2 separate regions of the Mus musculus genome follow, and region 2 is linked to region 1. Evidence: chromatin contacts called from public promoter capture Hi-C data. All regions are on one chromosome and are shown on one strand. Each heading gives the region's core, a stretch centred on a gene start, on an enhancer-like site or on the middle of the called end of the contact. The rest is flanking DNA. Distances are from core to core; before and after follow the strand shown. Region 1 overlaps Kat7 (K(lysine) acetyltransferase 7). Region 2 overlaps Spop (speckle-type BTB/POZ protein).

Evidence for each region. Capture Hi-C pulls out chosen DNA fragments and counts their contacts.
Region 2: a contact with region 1 is called in a promoter capture Hi-C map of pancreatic islet. The contact joins two enhancer-like sites. A contact is called at or near these places in 1 of 15 datasets of contacts at CTCF or cohesin (the NIH/3T3 cell line), 3 of 484 Hi-C or Micro-C datasets (cranial neural crest, granulocyte-monocyte progenitors and nephron progenitors) and 3 of 9 other capture datasets (adipose tissue, liver and pancreatic islet).

Annotation. Positions count from the first base shown.
Region 1 is chr11:95,288,248-95,290,947 of GRCm38.p6, reverse strand. Kat7 (K(lysine) acetyltransferase 7) reads left to right here. Exons shown (of 15, transcript NM_001195003.1): 7 at 1,078-1,176. Among named protein-coding and RNA genes, the nearest start is that of Kat7, 21 kb to the left of the region's middle. Within about 2 kb of position 1,272, at least 2 of the 459 cell types and tissues checked have an H3K27ac peak or open chromatin away from gene starts, as enhancers often do. A contact at or near this core is called in pancreatic islet, where this site is marked.
Region 2 is chr11:95,474,991-95,477,690 of GRCm38.p6, reverse strand. The region is part of intron 5 of Spop (speckle-type BTB/POZ protein); the gene reads right to left. Among named protein-coding and RNA genes, the nearest start is that of Nxph3, 38 kb to the left of the region's middle. Within about 2 kb of position 1,315, at least 9 of the 459 cell types and tissues checked have an H3K27ac peak or open chromatin away from gene starts, as enhancers often do. A contact at or near this core is called in pancreatic islet, where this site is marked.

The sequences.
Region 1 (2,700 bases), core at 23-2,522:
CAAGAAGAGATTACATACATATCCTTCAAGGCCTTGAGCGAGTCTTAAGCTCTTACAGGTATTCTTCCAAGACCTTCTCCCACAGTTAGTAAATCTTCTGTATGTATTCTTCTCATGTAGTTTTCCCCAGACGTCGGCCTTTAGTCATAGCTCATCATCAAGGTATCTGTTTCTACAGTTAGATTATAGGTGACTAGCAGAGGAGACACAGTGGTAAGCTTGCCTTGAGAGCTGAATCTGAATCTATTAGCTGTGTTGTCCTGGGGCAGCCAGCTGGTAAACTACATTTCTTTGTTCTATGAAGGAGTGGAGAATGCCCACCTGTCCGGGTAGTTATCTAACGCATATGTAATAAATGCATAGCCTCAGTGCTTGACAGGCAAAAGCAGTGTGTAATTGATGCTTTTTTGTTTGTTTGTTTGTTTGTTTGTTTTTGGAGACAGGGTTTCTCTGTGTAGCCCTGGCTATCCTGGAACTCACTCTGTAGACCAGAGATCCACCTGCCTCTGCCTCCCGAGTATTGGGATTAAAGTCATATGCCACCACCACCCACCAATTTTTGTTTTTTAATGGGAATCTTGTTATACAGCCCTTAAAGGTCTGGCCTGGGATTTATAGCCATTCTTCTGCTTCTGTTGGGATTATAAACAAGAGTCACAATGCTCCTCCCTCCTCCATTATGACTTTTGCTCTTTCATATTGATAAAAATAAGTTCACATTCCTGAAAGGGCAGTAAGAACTGTTTTGGATATGTGGCTGCACTGTTTCTGTACTGTTACGCTCAGTATGGTAGCCATGCTTATAATTCTATCATTCTAGAAACTGAGAAAGGAGGATTGTCAGCCAGGGCTATATAGAGAAGACCCGTTCTCTTTCTCTGTATCTTTTAAAAAAGACATGGCAGTTTGGATTCGTAATCTCAACACTTGGGAGGTAGAAGCAAGGTCAGAAGTTCCAGGTTTGAGGCCAGCTTGGGTTATAGGAGAGCATGTCTTTTTTAAAAAAAGTTTAAACAATTGGTATTTTGAAAGGTGATGAGTTTTCTAGCTAGATGCTCAGTTGTGTTTTTCTTTCAGGCACCAACAGAGAGACAGCTGCGGTATAAGGAAAAGGTGGCTGAACTCAGGAAGAAAAGAAATTCTGGACTGAGCAAAGAGCAGAAGGAGAAATACATGGTAAGGAAAAATCCAAGACTGAACTCCCCCTGACTGTGACTCAGATCTGAGCTTCTGCTGTCAGATCATAGCTGTTTACTCAGGAGAGCATCCAGTGAACTGTGGGGCTCTCTTCAGTCGCCTAGCACCCTCCCACAGCTGAAGTAGACTTCCGTCCGCTAGGTCTAGGGATGCAGCGCAGTTGGTAGGATCCCTTCACTATCATTTTAAATAATTACTTTAAGGGGGCCTGATGGTGCTGCTCTGTAATCTCTGCTACTCTGAAGGCTAAGGCGAGAGGATGATGAGATCCAGGCCTACCAGACTACCAAGCGTTGTCCAGGTCAGCCTCGGCAACTTAGCAGGACCCTGTTTCCAAATGAAAACTAAACTCCCAGTCATATGCATCAGTAGTAGCATGTGCAAAGGGGCTAGGGTCAATCTGCAGTACTGGGGCAGGGAGACAGATTTGCTCTTAGAACAAATACGATGACATTAGAAATGGCTTCTTAAGACATTCAGGGGCTCAGGATATAGATGAACATCCGAGAACTAACTTTGAATATAATATACATTTCACAATAATAAGGAAAAGTTAGGAATAGAATACAGAAGATAAAATTAATCTGCCTTAAAATAGCCAAAATTAGAATTTTATCAAGTTTTTAGCTGTTTATTTTAACTACGTAAGTTACCTTTTTGGGAAGGTGGAGAGATGGCTCAGAAGTTAAGAATTCTGGCTGCTTTTCTTGAGGACCCAGGTTCAATACCCAGCATCCACCTGGCAGCTCACAACTGTCTTTAACGCCAGTTCCAAGGGTCTGACACACATAGATATACATTCAGACAAAACACCAGTGCACATCTTTTTTTTTTTTTAAGAATCATCATTTGTCATTTTCTTCACTATACCACATCACCTATTTGTCTGTCTTCCCATTTAAAGATCTTGAATTACTGTCCTTATATTAAAATCCTCAAACCTTTTATGCATAAAATACAGCTTTTTATGTAAATAATTACTTTTACTAGAAGTGTATTAGTACATGTTTTCTACTGAAATGTAGCCAGACATGGTGGTCTGTGCCTGGAGGCCACCCTGGGCAGCATTGCAAAGCCCTGTTTCAAAAACAAAACAGAAAAAGTAAAGTCAGAAGTGGTGACTCACACCTGCAGGCCAGGAGTTTAAGGCCAGCTTGAGCCACAAAGTAAGAAACCTAAGCCATCTGGACTACAGAATTAGACCCTGTCATGAAAAAAAAAGGACTTTTTTTTTTTTTTTTCTGAGACAGGGTTTCTCTGTGTAGCCCTGGCTGTCCTGGAACTCACTCTGTAGACCAGGCTGGCCTCGAACACAGAAATCCGCCTGCCTCTGCCTCCCAAGTGCTGAGATTAAAGGCGTGCACCACCACTGCCCGGCTATTTGAGTCTTTGCTAATTTAAAAAGCGCTAGATAGAAATTTTTCTTGTTGCTTACATTTTGCCTTTTTTTTTTTTAAGATTTATTTATTATTATATGTAAGTACACTGTAGTTGTCCTCAGAC
Region 2 (2,700 bases), core at 66-2,565, 190 kb before region 1:
AAGGGGAAATGCATGTACCTCCATTGCTAACGAGTATTTGTTCTCAGTGTAAGTAACCAGAGAGGATTAACAGAAGCTGAACATTCTCTATGGTCCAAATTATTAAAGAGGAAATTAAAAATATAATTTAAACATGCTTTTTATGTCCTCCCTTTCATTATCAAAGTAAATACTCTCTGTTAAGAAATTTTGGGAGAGCCCTTGCTCTCCTGAGTAAGGCACTCAGCTCCACTGAGGACAGCACAGCAGACAGGAAGTGGGAAATGGAGAGCTGACATGGCTTTGACATTAATTTGCTGTACAATGTTAGGAAAAATTACCTGACCTCCCAAGACACTACTTGTCTCTGTATAACAGACGAAATGACGAAAACAGATCTAACCGAGTTCTAAAGATTGTGATAAGGGATGATTCCAGAAATGCTTAGAAAACATTTCTAAGTATGTTCATTAAACAAAATCAACTTGGAAGAATCGCCATACTTTCTAATAGACAAAAATCACAGAGATCTAAAAGTGAACCCTGTGTGGCACATTACAAACAAGACCACCTACCTGGTACATTCAGTTTACAATCTAATTTAAACATTCAGTCGAAGTAATACCACTGAGATAAAGGCCAAATGCGCACATGTGTGGTTCTCAGTCTTTAACATTAGGATTCCCTTATGACTGCTGGGTGCACCAAGAATCCTTGAAGCAGCTGCACTTAGTGCACATCAGGATAGCACAGAAGTATCTGGGCACAGTCTGAGGGAGCATTGTAGCATAGTGGGTATTTGCAACTAAATTTCCATGTGGACATCCTTTCATAAAAGCCTCTAATTAATTAGGAAATAATTAAAATAGAAAATAAAATATAAACATGAATTAAAATAAACTTGTTTATAAATATTCCCTGATACAGGGGAAAACAGGTCAAAGGAACAGGACTTAAATGGAAAGTGGTTTAGCTGTGAAAAGTGCTAAGAACTTGGATGAATTGCAGACATTTTAAAAACCCACACATCCCATACACACCCCCACGCAACCGTCTTGCAGTGTTGAATGCTACTAAGTCCACAGAGAGCCTTGGAACAGGAATGAGTCTCACTAGGCACAAGACCAAGTACGAGAAGCAACACTCGGCACCTGTGGCCAACTGGGAAGTGTGAGCGGAACAGATGGCACACCTGGTTCTATGGCGAGAAAGCACAGCATCAGCAGAACTCAGCAGACGTTTCCCTGTTCAACATCTCCTCATCTCCAATGTGTCATCTCACTTCCCTTCTAAGTCAGTAAGGCAAATCTAAACTTAACCACAGGATTTCTCCTAAGAGAATTTCATATGGGGAAGTGAGGAGAAAATGCTGGAACTCAGCCTCAGACCTAACCATAGGATAAGAGTAACCAAGTTAAGGGCAGGCCAAACGATTTCCAAGTCACGATGACAATCCAGGGGTTGGAGCAGCTGGGACAGTGTGGGGAAAGAGGAGGCACATGAGAGAAACATGGACCCACTGCAGACCTGCAAATGCTACAATATAAAGTGCAGCACTGCCTGAAACGCCACGGGTAATGTTTAAAGACTCGCATCAGAGACGTTTGAAGGCTAGCTTCCGTTTCCAACAAAATTAGAATTTTCCACAATCTGAAAGTTTTCCTTGAAACACAAGTCTTCAGCACTTAGGAGGCTAGGCAGGAAGATAGTAGTGAGCTTCAGTTCATCCCAGGCTACAGAGAAACCTCCTTTAAACAAACAAACACCCCACAAAACCCTAGGATAGGTAACAGGCAAAGATTGAAGCTGATGCTGTTTATACAACAGCTAACCTCAAACAACGCCATAGAGTTACTCTCGTCGTTCTACTGAGCTAAGTGAGTATGACTTGCAGCTAATAAGACTAACGTGAAACTCACACTTCAAGTTCATTAAACATCAAACAACTGCCACATTTCATATATTTATATAGGTACTGATACGCCACCATTTCACTCAGTTACTTTGCAATTAAAATGGACAGGAATGGCTATCATGAAAACTAAATTTTACCTTTTTAGCGTGCAACGCTTTCTAATCGTTAGCAGTGTTTGTTACCATCCACAAGCCTGTTACTGCCAGCCATGCTTCTTTCACAAAAGGGCAAGATTCCTAAGGGACAAGTTCCTGGACTACACAGGTGTGATATGCCTTTACAAAGTCATTAACTCACAATGTAAGCCTGTTATTTCATGGGCTAGCTGTCAGTTGGGACTCTTGGCCTGCACTCTGCCTCCGGAGTACACTGGTTATTTGTTTCACTCTCAGGAAGCAGTTCCCTGCCTATAAGATATACAGGGACACTAATATTCTAGTTTACGGGATAAAACTTTTACTTATTTACCCAAGTTGCATTTCTAATTGTATGGAAAATGGCATAAATTGGCTCATTGCAATACTCAGTAACCATATTAAAAACCCCCTTTCGATTAGATCTTGGGTCAAGGAATTTTTAGAAGTTTCTCCAAAGGCTCTTAGGCCTCTGGTGAGAGAGACTGACCTCTCAATCTGGTAACAGCTAACTCTCGCCCTCTAAGCTTCAAGTTTCCACAGCTTTCAAATTTCACTTTTCAATTTTGTATGACTCCAGCAAGACAAACCATGTACACTCAACTCCTACAAAGTCCAGAGAGCAAAAAAGGAGAGCAAGCAACAGTTAAACATACCTAAACTTGCCACTTA